Regions from separate parts of the Rattus norvegicus genome. Here regions 2, 3 and 4 are each linked to region 1. Evidence: chromatin contacts called from public Hi-C data. All regions are on one chromosome and are shown on one strand. Each heading gives the region's core, a stretch centred on a gene start, on an enhancer-like site or on the middle of the called end of the contact. The rest is flanking DNA. Distances are from core to core; before and after follow the strand shown. Region 1 holds the start of Fggy (FGGY carbohydrate kinase domain containing). Region 2 holds the start of Jun (Jun proto-oncogene, AP-1 transcription factor subunit). Region 3 has its middle 100 kb from the start of Jun. Region 4 overlaps Fggy (FGGY carbohydrate kinase domain containing).

The links. Hi-C and Micro-C count contacts between places; a contact is called where the count stands out from the background.
Region 2: a Hi-C map of Schwann cells shows a contact between it and region 1, with 4 times the contacts expected there. The contact joins the promoter of Jun here to the promoter of Fggy in region 1. A contact is called at or near these places in 7 of 12 Hi-C or Micro-C datasets (the A7r5 cell line, Schwann cells, frontal cortex and 4 more) and 1 of 1 datasets of contacts at active chromatin or transcription factors (oligodendrocytes).
Region 3: a Hi-C map of the A7r5 cell line shows a contact between it and region 1, with 1.6 times the contacts expected there. The contact joins the enhancer-like site here to the promoter of Fggy in region 1. A contact is called at or near these places in 3 of 12 Hi-C or Micro-C datasets (the A7r5 cell line, the Rat2 cell line and Schwann cells).
Region 4: a contact with region 1 is called in a Hi-C map of frontal cortex, with 2.4 times the contacts expected there. The contact joins the enhancer-like site here to the promoter of Fggy in region 1. A contact is called at or near these places in 4 of 12 Hi-C or Micro-C datasets (the A7r5 cell line, frontal cortex, mammary epithelial cells and 1 more).

Annotation. Positions count from the first base shown.
Region 1 is chr5:115,511,774-115,517,304 of GRCr8, forward strand. It overlaps Fggy (FGGY carbohydrate kinase domain containing), which reads left to right and starts at 2,804. Exons shown (of 16, transcript NM_001013932.2): 1 at 2,804-2,879.
Region 2 is chr5:115,010,000-115,015,530 of GRCr8, forward strand. It overlaps Jun (Jun proto-oncogene, AP-1 transcription factor subunit), which reads right to left and starts at 2,994. Exons shown (of 1, transcript NM_021835.3): 1 at 1-2,994. The coding sequence starts at 2,136. The coding sequence ends at 1,132. LOC100911221 (a long non-coding RNA gene) reads left to right here and starts at 3,256. Exons shown (of 10, transcript XR_010051917.1): 1 at 3,256-4,261; 2 at 5,096-5,531.
Region 3 is chr5:115,113,604-115,119,134 of GRCr8, forward strand. No RefSeq gene overlaps it. Among named protein-coding and RNA genes, the nearest start is that of Jun, 100 kb to the left of the region's middle. Within about 2 kb of position 2,413, at least 88 of the 93 cell types and tissues checked have an H3K27ac peak or open chromatin away from gene starts, as enhancers often do. A contact at or near this core is called in the A7r5 cell line and Schwann cells, where this site is marked.
Region 4 is chr5:115,836,342-115,841,872 of GRCr8, forward strand. The region is part of intron 14 of Fggy (FGGY carbohydrate kinase domain containing); the gene reads left to right. Among named protein-coding and RNA genes, the nearest start is that of Hook1, 100 kb to the right of the region's middle. Within about 2 kb of position 2,735, at least 8 of the 93 cell types and tissues checked have an H3K27ac peak or open chromatin away from gene starts, as enhancers often do.

The DNA.
Region 1 (5,531 bases), core at 1,554-4,053:
ACGGATGGGAATTGTTTATGTTAATGATGTTATGTATTCATGCCTATGTCTATGCATAAATCTGTTTACTTGTGTACACATGCTTTTTTGTATCTCTAACTTTATGTGCTTGTGTGCCTCTGAATAATTATATGGATTTCTATGTGTCTGATATGTGAGTCTGAAGTGGCAATATAAGACTATACAAATATGGTTGTACAAAGCGTGTTTGGCTACACATATGGTTGTGTGATTTCTATCAGTGTGCCTATGTATGTGTGTGTCTATGTTTATCCTTCTGTATCATGACTTAATTTGTAGTTATGTGACTACGTATGTGTAATATAAGAGTGAGCGGCATGTGTGTATATCTGTAAACTCCACAGCTGTGGTCTAGTTATGCTTCAAGCCAGTCTTTAAAGGATTCACATGCAGGAAGCTTGATCCCTAGTGCAGCGATGTTTACAAGTGGCAGAACCTGTAAGCTGCGAGGACTTGTGGGAGGTAATATGCCACTGGGAACATTGTGTTCCAATGAGATTGATGTTGGTTTCTTGGAGTGAGTTAGATTTTCAGAGATCAGACTGTGAATGAAGAAAGGTCAACCGTGCACTTGCTGCCTTCCACGTGGTGTCATTTTCTCTTCTGTTTTTCAGCCACCTCGTGTCATAGTCAGTATTTTATGAAGTACTCAGGATTTGTTATTTCTTCCCATAAGTTGTAGCGTGAAATGGGTGTTTTCCATATTCCATGAGGCAATAAGCACATTCCATTTCTGGGCCATATGAAGGAAGAGTTGGGGCAATGTATTGTGTGTATTAAGTATACAACCTTTTGCAAAACATTTATGTGATGTGGTTTCAGAGGGTTGCGTAGTAGAGGTCTCTTGTGGTTTGCCCTGAAGTTATCTGTATTTTGATGCTAATTCCACTGCCCCAAGGACAGCTGCCTAGTCATGTGCTCAGAACTCAGGTGACTTCACCAGAACCACCTCCCCATTGAATTTGTAAAGTACAGGTGAGGGACAGGTACAGGATAGAAGGAGGCCTATCATTGGAGGAGAAGGAAGGATGGGCGGGAGAGAAGTTTGAAGGAAGAGGAAGAGACTAGGAGAGAAAGGAGGAGAGATGAGACGGAGAGAGGGGAGAAGCGATGACAGGTGATGTTAAGATTCTGCTTTGTGTATTTACAGGTTGTTATTAATGTTCTCAAGGGATGGATGGCACTGGGCTTAATATGTTTAAGTGGACAATTATATCTTACCAATTGGGTCAAAGATTATTGTGTTGTGTGTTCTTTTATGTGAGGGGTTGAGTGTAGGAAAGTGTGCGGCTGGGCTGTGTTTCCGCCAAGATATCTAGCAGATATCTTGGGACACCGCGGTGCGGACCTAAGCGGGGTAAAAGACAACTCTACTCTTTTTTATTTTTATATTTTTACAACAACAGAGGTTAGTCACCCGATTTCTAGTGGTAGGTGAGCTGCAGGGTCTTTTGGACTCCCCCTGGTCTGGTCTACACTGCATTATGAACCCAAGCTTTTCACCATGTTTCTTTCCTCTGTGTGGTTTTATAGTTTAGAATGGCTGCTGGGGGCCCAGGCACAAGGCGACTTTTGCTACTGATAGTATGCTATTCAAGAGGAAACAAATAAAAAAAAAAAAACATAGCAAATATACCAAAGACTAGAGACAGCTATCCACTCAGGCCAGCACACTAATCTATGTTCAGCAAAGAGGAGACCTTTTATGCTTTCACACCCGACCACAGTCCACAAAGCAGCAGGAATGTTCCATTGCTGGGATATATTAAGAAAGAGCTGGGACGATGTATTCTGTGTATTAAGCATCCAAGAAACGCAGTCGTAGTGTAGATCAGTGGCTCTCAACTGTCCTAAAGCTGAGACCCTTTTTGTAGTGACCTCTTGTTGTAATGACTCAACTATAAAATTATTTTTTTTTTGCTACTTCTTCACATATCTACTTTTGCTATCCTTATGAATCATAATGTAAATATCTGAGATATGGACACCAAAGCAGGTTGAGACTGCTTGTGTAGAGGAAATTAAATCTAAAGCAAGACCTGCAGCAGGGTGCAGGACTAATCCTGTGGCCTCAGCCTCACCAAGACAGAGTTCTCACCTGGATGACCAAGAGAGATAGATCACTTGCTTACTCTCAAGTCATGTGGATACCAGTCTTAACATAATAAATACATTAGGTCTGTTTCAGGAAGTCCCTGTTATTATTCAGAAGGTTTGGCCTTCACAACTTGGGATAGTCTCCAGTAAAAACCCAAACCGGTTTTGGGCTCTCAGTGTCTAGCGATAAGGATGGAAAACATGTAGCTTACTGGAAAGGTCAGTATCAACTCGTCCGTCAACTTCTCAAAGGCAGGGGCCCATTTTTCTTTGAGATTTACTGTAATCTTTACCTCAAAGACTAGAGCACACGATGAAGTGAGAGAATTCCTGAAAAGCACTGGGTATAAAGGGTTCGAGGAATTGTAAGCCCACAAGCAACCCTGGTGCTCAGCCGAGGGATTTAACAGTCCATTAGATACTGCAGGATGGGCTAGGAGAGAAGGCGCTCAGAGGGGATTGCTTAGATTGAGCAGTCTCTGTTGCCTTAGAGGCTTTAAAGTCCAGGCAGCGATCTAAGGAGTTTGAAACGCAAAGCCAGGACTTGCAGTGTAGCGGGAAGGGGAAGGGCTCACAAGTACTGACCATTCCTGGTGCCCGTTTCAAAGGACCAATCAGGATACGCCTTACAAGGGTTGCTGGAGTGGCTGCACAGAGGCAGGCGGAGTCACAGCTTGTTTGGACCGCCCTGCTGGGTGCGGTGCGGCTGTGCTTGGTGGCCTGCTGGCCTGCTAGCTAGAATGTGATTTCATATTGGACAAGTAAGTGACCCTCCCAGGGGCTCTTGCAGGCACGCAGGCTCTCAGCCGGCTCCTAACAAAAAGCTTCTCTAGCCTGCTAGATGTTTCCCTCCTTCACCTTTGGGTCTCGCTCCAGCCAGGCCATCTGCTCGCCTTTCAGTTTCCAGTGTATTCTGGGTGAGGTGTCTTGCCCAAGGGAGAGGCCTTTACTGCATCCCAACCACTGCCCCACAGATGTCTGGGGCCTAAGGCCCTATCTCCCTGAGTAGTTTACAGTTAATTAAATAAAGTGTTTATCTTTCTCCCAGAAAGAATTTTGCAACCCCGCCCCCTCCCGCCCCACCAAATTTGGGGGCAATTCTCTAAACATTTTAAGTCTTTGAATTAAAGTTTGTCAGTGTAAAGGCATTTCAGGACTGGAGCTGTTTAAGGTTTTAGAAGCTGAGCTGGTGGAGATTGTGTTTGATGCGACGTCAGTTTAAAAGGGATAATGCCATCTGTCTTGTTACAGGGCTGTAGACTAGCAGGGATATAGGGGAATCTTTCCGTTTTCTTGAACGTCCTGGTCCTGTCCGTTTCAGGATGGAGACACTCACTGTAGGGGAACTCCTCTGTCACTGGAGCATTTCACTGGGGCATTGCTTATTTGTTAGCTCCAACTTCTTCCCCTAATTAAAGGGCAAGCTATGGCCAAGTTTGATCCGTAGATCAAATGGGAAGTGTCAATTCTAAAGGTCCCATTGGATTGTGCTTTTAGGGAGCAGAAGAGTAAGGAACAATTACTGCCTTTGTGGATTTGTAGGTTTGTCTCGTTTCATTTTCCTGTTCTTTTTAAGGGGTTTCTGGTCTTCACTGTGAGCTATGTGAGTCCTGATGTTCCCTTTCCTGTTGCTAGCTGTGGCTGCTGCTGTTCTGTCTTCTGCAGTGTCCTGTTAATGCAGCTGTCATGCTTGATCTTGACTTAAAAGCTTCTACCCTGGCTGTACTAGTGAGCGCCCCAAAGGACCGCTACTGACTATCACAGGGTTGGGGGGTGGAAAATAAGGGTGAGGAGGGCCTGTGGATGATTATTTTTGAGGGGGGAGCGGCATAGGATTAGGAAGTCAAAGTTTGCAGATTGGAGAAGGGAAAAAACCCAGAAGGTGGAACACTGTGTTTTTGGGAAGGAGTCCAGGCTCTCACTCAGGCTGTGATGAATTTTGGTGGGCTCTGTCTTCTGGAATTTAGTTCCTTTTCTATAGCCTTTATCTAAAAACCACAGTCAATTATTAGCTTTTTAAAAGACAACAACGATGACAACAACAACAACAACAAAACAGCTTGGGCAAAGCCCTATCTTTAAACTCTTAAGCACAAGGAAAGTCTGAGATGGCTGCTTGTCTGGACTGTGCCATAGAGACCATCTAACTCTGAGATGATCACAGGAAGAGAGGTGTTCTCAGCTGGGTAGTAAGTAGCAGTCCTATTGAGGAGTGATTGGCATATAATTAACTGTATAGTTAAGATTCCATTTGCTGAGATTTTAAGCATTCTAGTATCATTGTTGATAATGGATATTGATTTGTAATTTTCCTTTCTTGCATTTTCTGAGTTATGTTTTCTGACTAATTTTGGCCTTAAAGAATCAGTCAGGGAGTATTTTACACACACACACACACACACACACACACACACACACACACACACACATTTTCTCTCTAATGATGAGTGGAACTCACTAGGAAAGCCACCTGGGCCTAGTATTGTATGTAAGGGATGCCAAGTACAAAGCCTTTTGATCTAAAAGCCTCCTTACACTTCCTATTGCTGTGAGAAACCCACGGGAAAAGTAACTTAAGGCAGGAAAAGTTATTTTAGCTCATGATTTCAGTTCATCACGGTAGGAACAGCGCACATCATAAAGGATGGGTGGAAGATGTTTTTATGTCTAAGATGTTTTTAGGTTAGTAATACAAGTTATGATAGAAAACGATTTAGGTGCAGAACTCTGGACTCACCAAGATAGAACACATAATAGAGTTATCTAATTGTTGCCAAACACAAATGGACTGAACATTTTGAATGCAGTTCTTGCATGATAGTTTTTGTAGTTGTTTCAGAATTATTTTTATTATATAGAGATTATCATCGTAAGAAAAGGAGCATTTTATCGGACTAATCAGGAATTAATGGGGGAACACTCTTAACAGCACATTGGTTATACAATACACAAGATGACCCTCAACAAAAGAGAGAAAGAAAAAGTATGTTTCACTGGAGGGCTTTCTCTCTATCCCCGTTCAGTCACAGCCTGCCATGAGATGGTGCCATTCATGGCCCCGGGTGGGTCTTGTCTCGTAGTTAATCCTTTCTAGGAATAGTCACACAGATATCACACAGATACACCGGTAGTGTGTTTTACTAATTTCCCAGACACAAACATTTTAAAATGTTCACATTTCACATTTATCACCACAGGCCTACCCAGATTATGTTTTAGTCTGCCTCTCCTAGCTTTAGTGGGATATAACTAACACAATTCACATATATTCAGTGTAAATGATACGATACTCACACACACACACACACACACCATCTAGCGCATTCTTTTTCTTTGGTGATCAATAATTTTAAATTCTGCTCTATGAACAAACTGCAAGAATATAATGCTAACTTTATCACATGTTTACACTG
Region 2 (5,531 bases), core at 1,744-4,243, 500 kb before region 1:
TGGAAGGAGACACCTTTTGTAAAACCTTCCATGGGTCCCTGCTTTGAGATAAACATCTAATTGCTGAAGTCTTTATTATTATTATAAACGATCACAGCGCATGCTACTTGATATGGCTCTCAACTCAAGCGTCTGCTTTCCCAGTGGGCTGTCCCTCTCCCCTTGCAACACCCTCTTCTTCCAGCCTTAAGAAACACTGCACCATCTTCTGGTCAACAGTCTGGACTTGTGGGTTGCTGGGGAGAGAGAGAGTATGAGCCAATGATAGCATGCAGGGTGTCTATTCCTACAACCAGACGGGAGGGACTACAGGCTCTCACCCCAGCATACAGACACTCAGCTGTCATTTCACCTAGCTCTCATTATCTATCGATAATGCAGCAGAGAGGTTGGGGGCTACTTCTCAATGGTTTATTGTGTTTTCTTAAATATCCTTTCTGAAAATTTTCAGAAACAAAACATAAAAAAATTATATACTTTATTACAAATGGTAAACTCAGAATGCTTCAAATCTCTTATTTACAAACACTGGGTAGGACACCCAAACAAACAAACATGGAATAACTTACAAAGGCAGGAAGCTGTTTATTATAGACAGTAATCAGCTTTCATCAAATTAAAAAAAAATATATGTACATACATAGTTGAGAGAGGCAGGCCAGGGGAGTTCATCCGCAATCTAGCCTGGTACTCACAAGCCTCCCTCCCCTTCCCAGCCCTCCCTGCTTTGTGTTCTTACGGAGCACTACAGAAGCAATCTACAGTCTCTATTGCAGTTTGTAAGCCCCCACCCACCCCCCTTAATACTGAATGAGATCGAATGTTAGGTCCATGCAGTTCTTGGTCAATGTTAACGAAAAGTCCATCGTTCTGGTCGCGCGGGCACAGCCCGTTCGCAAAGCGTGGCGGCCAACAGGCCGCTGCTCTCTGGCTCCTCGCCAAAGCCAGGCGCGCCACGTCCTTCCCACTCCAGCACACTGGGGGCGCCGTCAGGTCGCAACCCAGTCCATCTTGTGTACCCTTGGCTTCAGTACTCGGACACTTTTTTTTCTCTGTCGCAACCAGTCAAGTTCTCAAGTTTATCTCTGTTATTTTTTTCTTCCACTGCCCCTCAGCCCTGACAGTCTGTCCTCAAAACGTTTGCAACTGCTGCGTTAGCATGAGTTGGCACCCACTGTTAACGTGGTTCATGACTTTCTGTTTAAGCTGTGCCACCTGTTCCCTGAGCATGTTGGCCGTGGACGCCAGCTCGGAGTTTTGCGCTTTCAAGGTTTTCACTTTTTCCTCTAGCCGGGCGATCCGCTCCAGCTTCCTTTTCCGGCACTTGGAGGCAGCGATGCGGTTCCTCATGCGCTTCCTCTCCGCCTTGATCCGCTCCTGAGACTCCATGTCGATGGGGGACAAGGGCGGCGTCTCTCCCGGCATCTCCGGCACCGTCTGCGGCTCTTCCTTCAGCGCCTGCAGCCGCGGGTGCTGCACCGGGATCTGTTGGGGCAAGTGGTGCGGCGGCTGAGGCGGCTGCTGCTGCTGCTGGGGCTGCGATGGAAAGGCCAGCCCGGTCGCGCCATAGGAGGGCGCCCCACCGCCGCTGCTCAGCGCACCCGGGTTGAAGTTGCTGAGGTTGGCGTAGACCGGAGGCTCACTGTGCAGGCTGGCGCTGTAGCCGCCGCCGCCGCCAGCGCCAGCTACTGAGGCCACAGCGGGAGCGACCATGCCCGCCCCACTGACAGGTTGTGCCGCGGAGGTGACACTGGGCAGCGTATTCTGGCTATGCAGTTCAGCTAGGGCGCGCACGAAGCCTTCGGCGAAGCCCTCCTGCTCGTCGGTCACGTTCTTGGGGCACAAGAACTGAGTGGGGGTCGGTGTAGTGGTGATGTGCCCATTGCTGGACTGGATGATCAGGCGCTCCAGCTCCGGCGACGCCAGCTTGAGCAGCCCGACGTCGGGCGACGTGAGAAGGTCCGAGTTCTTGGCTCGGAGGTGCGGCTTCAGATTGCCCACCGGGTCGGCCAGGTTCAAGGTCATGCTCTGCTTCAGAATCTTAGGGTTACTGTAGCCGTAGGCGCCACTCTCGGACTGGAGGAACGAGGCGTTGAGGGCATCGTCGTAGAAGGTCGTTTCCATCTTTGCAGTCATAGAACAGTCGGTCACTTCACGCGGGGTTAGCCTGGGCTGTGCGCAGAAGTTTCGGGGCCGCAACAGCGCGCCGGGAAGCGGGGGATACCCGCGCGTCCCCGCTTCAGTAACAAAGTTTGTTTAGGAGCGTGCGCTCCAGACCGCAGTGCTCCCCCCTGCGCCCTCCTCCCCAGTTCGCTCCAGGGAGCGCAGGGTTAAGACACCGCTTGCACTCACGTTGGTTGGCTCCCGCGCGATCCGGAGCTTTGAAAAGTCGCGGTCACTCACGGAGCGCTCTCGGGAAGCAGCGGTTCCTCGGAGCCCGCGGACCAGCCCCAGCGACAGAGGTTCTCCGGCGGCGCAGACCAGTCGTCACGGAATTCTTGGTGGAAGCCCGCGATCGGGCTCTGCCGCCCGGCCTCCGACAACTGTCCCCTCCTCCGCTGTGAGGGGGAGGGGGACGCTAGGCAGCCGCGGCTAGCACTCGCCCAACTTCAGCCGCCTGTGCGAGCTGGTATGAGTATAGGTTCCTCTTCTCCCTTTTCTTTACGGTCTCGGTGGCAGCCTTAGGCGCAGAAGAGGTTTTGCAAAAGTTCGCTCCGGGCCACTTGTTCCCGGTCCTCTGGGTCAGGAAAGTTGCTGGCCGGTAGCCGCTCGCCTATTTCCTCGCGCGGTCCGGAGCCGTTCTCGATGCTGTCAGCAGTGCCGGGACTTGTGAGCTTCTTCTCCGGGAAAAGCGGGAGAAGGGACTCTCCAAGTGCTCCCCAAAACACCGGTGCAGGAGCTGCGGGCGCTGGATCCAGGCAGTTGGTCAGAAAATGAAGACAAACAGATGAACAGCCCGGAGTCCGCGGACGACCAGGTTAGCCGAGTCCGTCCGTCTGTCTGTCTGCCTGAGCGCTCTCCAGCTAGGCAGTCTCTGCCACACTCAGTGCAACTCTGAGTCCTTATCCAGCCTGAGCTCAACACTTATCTGCTACCAGTCAATCCCTAAAAATAGCCCATGATGTCACCCCAAGGCCTTCCCATTGGCTTGCGTCGCTCTCAAGGGGGCGGGCCCACCCGTCGCCATGGAGACCTCACCCTAGAAGATTCTTCTCTGGGCCCGCGAAGGCTCACGGGATGAGGTAATGCTCCGCTGCGCTCCTACAGTTGGGCCCTTCTTTCTCCACCTCCCTCCCCCTCCCGCGCGTTGCTCCGGCTTGTGTTCCCGGGTTCCCTCCCCGGCGCGTCTTTCCCGGCCCGCCCGGTGCATTGTGGGCTGACGTCTTGGTTTGGCTGTCTAGTGACGGAGGCTGCCGGGTCCGCTGGACCCTTGCGGAGTCTGTCGGAGGCGGGCTCAAGTTCAGGGCTGGGGACCCAGACCGAGACGCGGGGATCCAGAAAGCTGGGGAGACGCGCTGGTGGCCTGGGGCGGAGGGCTTGGGTGGGAGTAGAGGTTACACACACACACACACACACACACACACACACACACACACACACACACACACACACGAACACACGAACACACCCGTGAAAGGGCTGAATGATCTGGGCGATTGAAGCTGGCTCCGCACCCCCGCACTTCCGGGAGACAGAGCGACGCGGGTTAATATGGTTGTGTTCGCCCCGGGTGCGGGAGCGGCAAGTGGGTTGAAGTTGAGCGGGTTTGAGAGTGGCCCTCCCACGCCGAGTGCGCATGGAAGTTTAGTTTCGGAGAAGGATCTGCGCCGCAGTGTGCTGTGCTGGAAACCAGAGATTTGCTGTGCTCGGAATGAATTCACCAGGGTCCCCGGCACAACACTTCATTTTCTGGGGACGTGCCGGGAGGGGTTCGCTTTACCTCGGAGGGACCCCCTTCTAGGTGTGAAAGATGCCACCCCGGCTCCTTGGGGTATGGAAAGCAACATATAAAGGTTCGAAACTCAGGAAACCCCAGCGCTCGCCTGCACTAGCACATACACACAGCCCCGCGCACACTCAGTTCGCGCCCGCCCTTCCTCCCTCCCTGATTTGCTTCTGGGAAAACAAGCCTTGAGAGCTGCGGACTCGCCCCGAGTCACGGTGCTTAAGCAGGAGTCCCTGGTAGAAAGACTGAAAAATCCCCTCCCCGCTCGATGGTGGATTCATATCCTGTGCGGCCTCTAGGAAGCGCTAGACACATGTAAGTTGTTTCTTTTCTAAGGTTCTGCTATCCGCCCTCCACCCTCTACCCCTTAAGACTGACTAAAGAGGTGGCGAGCTTGGTTCTCCCAGGGCAAAAGTGCAAATCTCAGAACTTTCTGAACTTTATTGGTCTCATCTAGAAGTAGAGTGGATGAGGTCCATCCACTACATCGGGCTGCTAGGCATTAGTCTTGACTCTGAGACTAGAAGGTGGTCAATTGGTGCCCCTTTCCCTACCAGCTTCGGAGTTACCCCAGGCCTTCGGTGGGGTGGGGTGAGGGTGGGACGATTTGGAGGATACTGGGTTGTGATTTGGCAGGAGCCAGTGTATTTTCCTAAGCGAGGTAGGAAAGGACCGGGAACCAGCTGTTCCCTAAGCCGCCCTTCAGCCTAGGACTTGAGGTTTAAAGTTGGACTTTAAGTTCCTAGGTTCTAATTTGGACTTTGCTGCCTCAGAACTCAGCTCAGGGTTTGTACCCTTGTGCCTTAAGATATTTTGCCTTTTGAGTATTCAGAACCCAATAGCAGCTGGTATCGGTGGGAAACCTGCCAGCTCTTTTTCACTCCCGGCTGCAGAGGGTAACTGGCTGCTGCCAGCCAAGCGCTGACCTTGGTGGGGGCAGGGTAGAGCAGGGTTTCTGTGAAGTCGAGATACATTTACTTCCCCCTAAGGGAGACCGAGTTACTCTGTGCGCGGCCCTCATCCTTTTTTGCCAAGGAGCTCATATTCTACATGATTTATGATAACAGTAATAAAAGTAAGTTTTGTCTATTAAACACTAATCTGCTAGTTAGTCCAAGCAGTTTTAAGTATGCTGTTTTCTTCCCACAGCTATCTTGGGAGGCATACATTTTTACCTAGACTTTTCGTGGAAGGAAATGGTCCCAGAAAGTTCATGCGTCTTGCTTGGGGTATACAGACAGCTGGAAAGTGAGCTCAGGTCTGTGTTACATTCCTTTGTATTTTCTGGCTCTGGCAAACTTTCCCTTAAAGTCATAGTTATTTGTTTGGAGAGTGGTACTGATGGCATAGAAGTTGTTCCCTTGTTCCTGTATTTAGAAACTCCCAGACCTAGGACCTTGTGTAATTATGTATCTTTTGCCCAAGGGGGTTCTGTGCATCTTCTGCCTCCTGTGGTTTTAAGAGGCTGATTTTCCACTTAGGTTAAGAAATAGCAGTTTCATCAAGGCAAAACAGATCCCTGCTCTTGTTAATGCTGTGCTGCTTGGAAGCCATCATCAACTTCCTCTTTGCCTGGGAGAAGGGT
Region 3 (5,531 bases), core at 1,163-3,662, 400 kb before region 1:
TTTGTTGGTTTTAAAAGTGCTCTCTTTCAAAAGTGTCCTTATTAATTAAATCAGCCAGTCAGCCACATTCCCTGCTTCTAACTCAGCACTCAAGTTTAAACTTGGTTCTGGAGTCAGTTTTCCAACCGTGGCTTAAGTGGCATTAGTCACTTGGAGCAAGATATGGCATTTGAACAGCTGTCCTGGGTACTGGGCGTCCAGGCTTGTGTGTCTGGAGAACAGACAAGGGGGTAGGTGTGGAAGGGAGGTAATTTTTATTTCTCAATATATACCCTGTGCCCCAGGCTTTTACAAAGAATATCTCTTGATTTTTTGGAACAGCCCATTTGTGTGTTCTGCCTTCTCCATTTTAGCAAGGTGAGGAACTGGCCAGAGATCATCCTGTTAACAGGGGGTAGAGCTGGGACTAGAGCCCAAGTACGACTCTGGAGAGTGTTGGCCTGTATGCTGTCATGTATATATTTCCCCTAGACTTCTGACCCCCAAATATATAGTGCTTTTATTCCAAGATTCAGATGGCAAACCAGAGACTAAAAAATGTGACAAATGACACATAAACTAAACACAGACTCTGGCCTCAAATTGTACAATCCTGGGAGGATTTCTTCTCCTATCACCCATCCATCATCATCAATCCACCCATCCATTCACCCGTCCACCCATTAACTCAAGATGGTGTCAAGTGCTCACTCTGTTCTGGGGACTGCCTGGTTTCTTAGAGATGAAGTAAACTGTATACAGTCCCTATTCTTTAAGAACTTGTAGTCAAATAAAGAAGGAAAACACTTAAACAACATTAAAAAAAAACCTTATTGCAGCATGAAGAGTCCTCTAAGGTACCATGAAAGAGTTGGGAACATAGAAGACAAAGCATCCAATTACCTTGCCAATAAAGCAAGGAAGGTTCCAGAGAGGAGGTGACATTGGACTATAAATACATGCTATCCAAGCAGAGAAAGGGGGAGAAGGGTTTCTCTAGGCAGAGAGCACCACAGCATTGCTGCACACACCGAATGCCTGCCACCTGCTTTAAGCACTGTCTCTAATGCCTAGAATTCTGTGAACTAGGCATTACCCGGAACACTTTACGGAACAGGAATGTAGGGACACAGAGGTCAAGTACTTGGCCCATGGTTAGAGGACTGCTGAGAAAGGCCTTGAAGTCAACTCTTGTCACCTGGCTTCAAAGCCCATCCTCTTAGCCACTCACCAAGGACTGAATTGAAGACATCTGTTAGGAGTTTCTTATGAGGAGGGACACATAAACAGGAGTCAAGCCACAGGGTCTCTCTGTAGGCTTTCATGATGCGGCAGGAACTTGGACTTGCTGGATCCATCAAAGAATTAATACTGTGGTGTGTGTGTGTGTGTGTGTGTGTGTGCACTCATATATAGAGCCAAGATTTTCTCTCTCTCCTTAAGAGGCCACAGTGGAGAAAGGCAGGCCACCTTTATATACTTTAGACTGAAAACATCTGTCCACTGTAGAAACATCGTATCTTTTGTTAGTTGGATGTCAATATCTAAGTTGTTCGCTTTCTGTGTCCAACAGTCTGGGTACTCCATGAGGACATACATAGCTTTTGTCCATCCTCCCAACCCCCACCCCCACCCCCACCCCCACCCCCACCCCCACCCCCACCCCGGAGCATCCAGCACAGCACCAGGCCACAACTGGTACTTAGACATTCCCAGTGAATATTTACTGAAAACGTGTTGAGTGACTTCTGGGTTTTGATTAATTATTTAGGAAGCGAATTGTGGGTTTATTTACTTTGGTAAGTAGCTCGAATCGTGAAGTAAGAGGACATGGCTGAAGGAACTCTGAAGGTGAAAGGGACCTTTGTCTTAAATCGGTGGTTTACAAAGTACTTTCCTAAATTTGCCTTCTGGATTGTAATCCAGCTACTGCTTTCTGAGGTCATCTCATCAGTTGGGAGACAGCAAATTTGTGTCCCTATCCATTCTCAGCCTTTACCCTCTCACATCTCCTGATCTCCTTCAGTCTGTACCTAAACATTCTGAAGGAAGAAAATTCATAAACTCACAGGGCACACTGTTCCCCTATCGGATGGGCAAGGACAGTAACACTGTCACCATGTTCTGAGCTCTTCTCGGGTCCTAGGCTCGATCCACGTCACCAAATATAAAGACCAGACATTAGTTTCTTCCTGCTCTTCCAGCGCTAAGACCCACGTCCTACTCGCCTGCCCTCCACTGCTAGCCCTCACGGCCGCCACCGCCAGCCCCGCCCGCGCTTCCGCACCCCAGCCTCCCGCACCAGACGCCGGCCGCTCCTGCGCTCCCACGCCCGCGCACTGCGCTCTCCGGGCCCCGCGCTCCCACACCCGGCGCTGAGGAGGCGGGCGCCCTGGGCGAGGGCAGGGCGGCCACGTCAGCGGCGCCGGCTCGCTCCGCCCGCCGCGGGCCTCCCCATAGAAGGTAAAGCCTGGGCAGCGCCCGCGGGCGTCCTCAGGCTGGCAGCCCCGGCTGCCGGTTTCAGTTTCTGAAGAGCTAGGCCTTGAGCAAACACTGGCTGGCAGGAGGAGGGTGCTGGACGCCTTCCCAACAGATAATGTGATTCCCTGCCGCTGGGAGCCACCCACGGTGGGAAGGGGCAGCGCAGGGACCTGGCTCCTCCGCAGAACAGCAGTAGTCCTGGGGTGGGGGTAGGGGGTGGCGGGGAGGAAAGGGCTGGGGGCATCTGCGCTCGGACCCCCTCTTCTTCATCTGTAAGGTTGCTTCTTCCTCGGTGGACACTTAAAATGTTTGCTTTCTTTCTGAAAAAGAAATGAGAGAGAAAGCCAAAACCAACATGAACTCCAAAGGCAGGGCATTTCCCACTTTGGCCTTTTGGTGGATGCACAATTTTTTTTTTTTTTTTTTTTCTGAAAGGCCAGACCTATCCCAGCGGGTGACCTGCGCACATTTCCTAACTTCCCGGTCTCATTATCCTCACCCATAAAATGGGAGTAATGATACCTATCTTTTAGATACGTGCTGAGGGTTAGATTAGATAATAGATTATACATATTAAGCACTTAGTGCCTTCAATCAGCAGCAATTAACATTATTATTAATTATATTGTTATGGCGTATGACTAATCATGAGATAGATTCTTAGTGCTCCTGGGAGCATAAGTAAAAATATGCTCATTTAAAAACTTTTATTGAGGGAAGTAGTTTTATGAGGTGAATAACGAATAGCACCGAGTCAGGACATATTCCTGCATCTCATTTAGTATTTAGAGAAACTTGTAAAGCAGGCATTATGCACTCTGTACCGGTGAGGACCCTGCAGCTTCCAGAAGTAACTGGCTCACCTCATACCTTGGGTCAACATCTCATTTCTCTCTCTTTGAGGCTTGGTCTTGTATAGCCTAGACTAGTTTCTAACTCCCCAAGTAGCTTGAACTCCTAAAAAAAAACAGTCTCTCTCTCTCTCTCTCTCTCTCTCTCTCTCTCTCTCTCTCTCTCTGTGTGTGTGTGTCACACACACACGCGCATAAATGAGCAAGCATGGTCTACATGTGTGTGGGTGCCTAAGGAGTTCTAAAGATATGAACTGGAATTAAAGGCTGTTATGTGTAGCCTTGTGCTAGTTGCTGGGAGGAGAACACAAGTCCTCTGGGAGATCAGCAAGAACTCGAATCTGCTGAGTCATCCCTCCAACTCCCAGACCTGAACTCATGATCCTCCTGCCTCTTTATCCTAAGTGTTACATACCCAGATCTCTCTCTCCTCAGCTGACCACATCCCACCCCAGCAGCCTCACACCTGTCTGCCTCAGACCTCCTTTCCTTTTCGTAGTCTCTCTTCCTTCCCTTGCTCCATGCTCATCAACCTGGAGAAAACCGAGTCAAGTCTGGATGCCAGAAGAAGGCCACTGTCTGCTCCGGGAGACTTTCTGATCCATCCCCATGACCTCCACCCTTCTACTGCCTGAAGCCCAGGCTGTACATCTCTGTCTGTATTGTGCCTCCCCTAAGTAGCCCTCCACAGCTGAGCCTGTGCCTTCCTCAGCCTTAGGATCACAACCACCCAGGTTTAGATCCGAGCTTTACTTATTGGAAGACTGGGATTCCTGATTTTACCTCTCTGCCCTTTATCTCCCTAATGCAGAAGGTGGATTTCAGCAACACTGTCAGCTTGTAGAGTTGCGATCAGTGCAGGGTAGATGGGCAGTCCGTGCTCTGAACTTACCACTGTCAGAGGCTCAGTGAATGAGGACAGGCTGAGATCTTGGGTGTTACTTGGGGACAGAAAGAGAGGAACAGTGCCAATGGTAGAATTAAAAGCATGGCTAGGCCTCGGAGGGGATGGCTCCAACCCAGGTCTGCCTGAATCTTCATGTGTGGTCTTGGCCTTGTCTCTTCACCTTTTAGGATTCATCTTCCCGACTGGAGCAGTCAGTCATTTGTCTGTGGGACTTGTATTGTCCTAAATTCCCAGTTGAGGGTCACATACAGAAGGAAGAGGAAGCACAAAACTCAGCCGTTGGCTCTCCTTAGCTTTCAATAACTATGGTAGTTTACAGTGGCTGCTGAACAGATCGTCATATGTGGCACCCGGCCAAGCATCGTCATTGCCCTGTTCCCCCTGAGAGAAGGGGCTTCTGTGACTCCTATTCTACACCCAAGGGAATAGGATCTGAAGCCAACGAGCCTGCAACTCATTTGTCAGATACAACTGCTCAACCAACTGCAAGAATCCTTTTGAGCACAGAGATATCTGAGAACACAGAGACTCTTATCGCTCGAGCCTGTCAGGTATTAATATTCTGAATAGCCTGAAAGGCCAAGCTGCCATTTTTGCATTAGTTTCTTGTCTTCAACTTGGGCCCCAGGCAGCTGTGGTCAGGATGAGAGCTCATGGAAGAAGACAAGACAATAATATACTCTTCAACAGGGAGAACAAGTCTTCTTGATAGGTTGCTCAGAATACAGAAGCTTGTATCTTCTCTCCAATGAGCCTGGACCAGCTGTGGTGTGTTAAAGGTTTCCAGTACAACTTTGACTGGGATGGGGTTGGACTTCAAGCTTTAGAAGTGTGTCCACTGAGAAACAATTCTTTGATGGCGGCATTTGGGGTACGGTAGGGAACAGACAGCATTCACAAGAAGAAATAGCACATCAAGACCACAAAACTAAGTGGAGAAATTGTTTTCATGGCCGCTGTCTTTACCTGGTCTTAATTAGTTTTTTTTTTCCACACCGCACCCCATCCCTCGGCCTCAAAGAATCAAATAATCAAATATCCCCTTGAACAGAAAGCACCACAGGCTCACTGTTGCCAACCGGGTGAGTCCGAACTCGTTGAAAATGACACTCATGAGCCCTCCAGGCTCTGGTCCCAGCTCTCCATTTTATCTGTGTCTTCTCCATATTGTCAACTTACTTTATATTTGAACCCTAAAGCGCAAGCAAGAATACAGGTGCCTTCCAGAGGAAAGCGAACAACATTCAGGACAGTGACAGTAGGTGCTGAGTCAGGCCACTGTCCCCCACAAAACATCAATGGCGTGCGAAGCC
Region 4 (5,531 bases), core at 1,485-3,984, 320 kb after region 1:
ACACACATATGCACATACACACACACCACATAAACCACAGAGAGAGAGAGAGAGAAAGAGAGAGAGAGAGAGAGAGAGAGAGCGAGAGAGAGCGCCTCATAACTCTTACCATAAGGGGTAGACATGTTCACACATATAAAGCAAAACAACTCTAATTGTTCATACTCTGTTTAAATTATAATAATTATACAGTGAGATAATGGACCTTCAAAGAAACATCCTTACTGTCTTGAGGGCAAGAAAGCTCTCCCAGTAAGATGCCATTTCAAGACTACGTTTAGGGAACTTTGTGCCATGGGCCTCTGCACTCAAGGAAGATCCACAACTAGGATGGCAACTCCCCGTGCAGAGAGAAGCAGAGGCTTAGCTGGGCAAATCACTCTCTGCTTTGGGCAGTACAATAAACTTCAGTAACAACTGCTGGAGACACAGTCATATGGCATTGTGGCAACTGTCTGCCAAGTGTGGGAAGACGGGTGGAGACAGAACCCAGTACACTGTGGCAGGGTAAGAGGAAATAAAGGGAGGCAGAGAGAGAAAGTAGCCCTTGAACCACCTTGTTCCATTCCGGATGATGGCCTGTCTATGGCTTGCTCACTATGTGAGCAAACTTAATGAAACACATTATGTAATGTCACTGAGTCTCAGTTCCTTCCTAACAAACCTTACTGAATTGCTACAAATCTACGAGTGAAAGCTATTGAGCACACTGCCTGCTACTAGGAAAAGTACTAATATTACTATTCTTCGCATTAATTCAACACTCATAACAAACTCATCCAGATAGATCATATATTATCCTATTTTATAGAAGGAAATTAAAGCCCACAATTGTGAAGGTTAGGAGTAGAATGAGGGTTTAGACTCAGGTAGACTGGCTTCAGACACACTAATACATCCCTCACCTCTGTGCTTTGGAAGATACCTATGCAGAGATGGTTGGGGCTGGGTGTTGGAAATGCAGAAGGTGTCCCATGGGCTCTTCAGTCAGTAGTAAGGAAGACACTATTTCCTCTTACTATTGGAAAGAATGGCAGGGCTGAGCCTTTAGCTGTGGTAACAGTGACCCTTTAACAGGCGGGGGCAGGTGAACAGGCAGCATGGCTAATCATGCGTCACTACCTCCGATGTGGTAGCGAGGTAGCCGCTTACCCTGATCTTAGTGGTTTTGCTCAGAGAACAAACAAGTTGTTTATTTGTAGGTCACTCAGATCCATTTGGCATTTAAGGGTGATTATAGTAAGTGACTGAATATGCCACTGGAATAAAAGTCCCAGTCAGAAACTGTCTACAAAGAAGGTACTCAATAAAATAAAGTCCTTACATCTTTATATTCAAAGCCTTCGGCTACCAGGCAGGCTGTGTAAACATGGGGAGAGCCTGACTGGAGAAAAGTACTAGAGAAGTATTCCTGAGAGACATTACAGCTGCAGCCATTGCCTGGTGGGAGGCTCGAGGAACATGTATGGGATCTGGCAGTTTGTCTCTGACTAGACTAAGGGGATTGGTTTGATGGAACGTCACATAGTGAAGGCAGAACTGGGAAGCATTTCAGGTCATGTGGTGTCTGCTCATGGCATCCAGGGCACATGCCACCACTTGTAGGAGATGACATCTTCCCTGGTACCAATTTTTTAAAATGAACATTTCTTTGCACACTAACTCAGAAATCAGTTTCTTCTTGGGCGTTTTATAAAACCAGAATTTATTTTATCTCTCCTGGCTGATAATGGAAACTTGGGTTCAAGACTGTGGATTTCCCAGGGCCGTCATGGGGCCTCCAGTTTGGTGGATGAATCGTGTGCAACTTTGGCTGGTCGCTTCCTTTCTAGCAGAGCAGCGTTACTGGCTGAGAAGGGTAGGCTAAGTACTAAATCTCTTTACCCGTCTGGCGTGAGCGGAGTGCTAACGTGAAGTCCCACATCAATCAAGAAGGGGAGCAGATGCTGAAGTGTATCAAGTATCAGTAAACAAGCCCACAGGAAGGCCGCTGAACTTGGCATCCTTCAATTGAAAACACACAACCTTCATGTCAGATTGCTGTGAAGTTTTATAAACTGCAGTAAGCGATATGTTTTTTCCCCCTAGCTGGACAGCTGCTACTGTTCCATGAAACACTTTTATTTGGAGATGATATGTTATATGTGCTAAGTGTTTCCAATCTGTAATTTTAAAGAATACATTTAGTGCTCAGAGTATTAGTGGTTGCCAGCCCGGAATTACAGCTTATCAAGTATCTTCCCGGGAATTATGAGGAACTTTTTATTTTCCTCGTCTGGTACCTCCTCCTTTTTACTTTACACAGTATAATTCACATAAGAAATAGCATCGTAAATAAGAGCACAGATTCTGATACCACACAAAGCTAAACTCAAGTCCCAAGTTCAGATTTCATCACTATGTATTGGACAAACCCCTTCGCCTCTCTAAACCCGTTTCCTCTCTTTGAAAACTCAGATCCTGGAGTATATACCTCATGTGGTTGTCGAAGAAATTAATTGAGACGAAACGTTCAAAATCTTTGGCCCAGTCACTGGCATGAGTCATCCCTTAATGTAGAGGACAAATTGATGTAGCCTATAGTTGATAAGGATTAGCTGACTATACAGTCAGGGTTAGCACTTTACATGTATGTATGATAGGTTCTGTTTGTGATGCCTGGGATCAAACCTAGAGCCTTGTGCCAGGGAAATGCTGCGTCACCAAGTTACTCCTGTAGCCTGGTCCTGGGCAGTCTTCACTCAGCCGCACTTACCCAGCACTGCTCTGCTCACTCCGAATTACATTGCCCCTGGCCTGGCTGATGAGAGAAAAGCAAATTACTTACTCAAGTTCACACTTTGTACACAAGTTGGAATGTTTCTATCCCTAATCCCATGAAGAAATGGAATTTCTACTGAAGAAATCCGAGCATTCGAGCATGCCAAGTAGAAGTTAGGTTAAAAGGAAAAGAAAGAAATCACAACCGTGTTCCTACCACCAAGGATCTGACAGTGAGGGGAGATCTAAAAGCAATAACCAGAAACCACAGTGTACTGTTGCATGATTGGCAGGCCCGCCAGTCGTGGACACAAGTAGGAGCTCAATGCATGGCTTCCACAGTGAGTGGCCGTGGAGGGTAGACAGAAATGTTCATTTCAGACCAAGCGGCAGAGTAGTATGATTTGTAGAGGTGCCAGTGAGAGTGACGGAATACACTGTCAGATGAGTTTAGTCTGGGGAAGGATTCCAAGTCTGCAGTACTGGAGAGAACACTGGGTCTGTAAGGAGCACAGCCTGACTGGCCTTAGGGCTGGTAGAACAGCCTCCTGTTTAAGTAAGCAAACAAAGAGTGGTGAACTGATTATTCCCCTCCCCTACACTAACAAGGTGAGGCGTAAACTAACCCAGCCTATGAATGAAAGCAACAACAAAATCTGTTAAGCCTGTGAGAGCTCCTGCAGCAGAAAGGGAGTGCCTTATCTCAGAGTTCCGGGAAAACTGCTAGCAGTTTGTTTCTCTACAGCATATCTGTGGACAAGGTACTGTGGTGCACAACAGCACACGCTAACATTTCGGTCTGGAGAAGGAATCTTCTGCGGTGCCACTGAAGGAGAGAAGTGCACAGCCTACCTTAGCTCAGTGCTGAGCCCACCTCATGCCCTCTCTGCTTCCTTGTAGCCGCCTAGCACCTTGGTCTAGAGGAGCCTGGGTTTAGAACAGAGCTGAGGAGCTGCAGTTCTTTCCACTGTGGCCAGGCCACTTCCGCCTGCTGCCATTTGCTGGAGTGGGACCTTGACGAGCCAGTGAGATAACTGCAAGAGGAGACATGTGCGAGCAGTCCTGAACTGGACGTTTAGGCTTGGCTTCCCTCCTCAGAAACAACAGACACTTTTGATTCTAACCCGCTCTAGTAGGATGGGGAGATGGGACTCTGTTTTCCAGGGCATCCTAAAACGGATAGCAGAGTAGATGTATTCCGTATGTACAGGTGATAATTATGGTCTTCGTTACTGACTGACTTAATCTGCAGAGCCATCCCCTGAAGGCTCAGTGTTGATGGCACTTTGCCAAAAATGGTGACCTGCAAACACAGTTGTTTCTCTGAGTTACCGGCAGTAGAGGTGAAGCTCAGATAAGAATGCTGATGCCCGCACTAGGCTTGGCTCACCACGAAGTGCTGAAACCCACTTCTGTAAGTTTTCTCTTGGTACACTGAGCATGTGCTAACCTCACTGAACTGAGCTTCCAAAATAAAGTTCCAACTTTAATCAGTCCTATCCAGTCTTAAGAGCTGGATAAGTGTGTGATGAGCCAACAGGTAAAACTCCATAGGCATAGCCTGAGCTGGCTAAGAAGGGAAGCACTCATTATAGAGCGCCAACCATATAGAAAACAGTGCTACTGTGGATGGATTCGGCCTTCTCTCCAGTCCACACCAACACCAGCTCCCCACTCTCCTTATGAGTCTCTGCTCTGTAGTGTATGCCATCACTGAGTGACTCTGGTTGTGACCTGGACCAAGAGGTCCTCCTCTTTGTGTCTTCGTCTCTTCGTATTTACACTGTCAGGATCAGATTTTCATACATGCTAAGCAGTGGGACCTCTGCAAAGCCAACATGTAAGAGAATGTGCATGTGTCTCCCACTTACCCATCACTCCTGTTATCCTTCCTCAGAGTAGAACACCCTGGAAAGTCCCTGCTGAACACGAGGGCTGAGTCACATGATTTAACAGGGAATAATGAGTGAATTTTTAGATACCTAAAAATGCTTGATAAAATAATGCCAATGTAGCCTGGCTGGACAGCTATAACCATGTGCTCTGTATCTTCACATCTGGTACACTGTCTGTCTGGTGGGGAGGTGCTTTTGTCTATTCTGACAGTGTCTGGTGACTTGCTACAGACTCTCTGTCAGCCCTTGCAGGTAGAATTCTGCCCAGGATGCTTTTCGAGTTTGGCTTTCTATCTGGGACTCTGACCTCTGGTTTCACCAGCAGACATCCTCTTCTGGGAAGACAGGGAACTGGTCCTCCCTGCCTTAACCCTCACCTTTTGCTGAAGGAGGCTGTTTCAACTCTGTTTGTGGCCTTAACAGTGTCAGTTTAATTCCTTCTTAGCACTCTGAGCTATCAGTACCCAGCCCTGCGCTGGGACACCACTTAAGGTTTAAGTCCTTCTGTGCCATTAGACCGATAGAGTTGGTGGTAGATGTCCCATTTTCTTCATTTTTGTCCTTGATAAAGACCCTTTATGTAAAGGCCCCAAGGGTAGGAATTTTGCTTAAGTCATTTCCCTATCTCTAGTGTCTAACACAGCCAGACACAGAAATGCTGCTTGGGAAATCTTTTTCATTCATTAAGCAAACAGTCCTAAGTATTTGGACAAGTAAAATCCTCATCACATCTACAATTGAGTGGGCAAGAGGGTGGAACAATAAATGTAAATGTATATTATAGCTTGGGTCAAGAGTTAAAAAGGAAAAGAACAGATTTAGTGGAAGAACTAATTAGGATGATTGATAGCTGGATGACAATACATGACATGGACT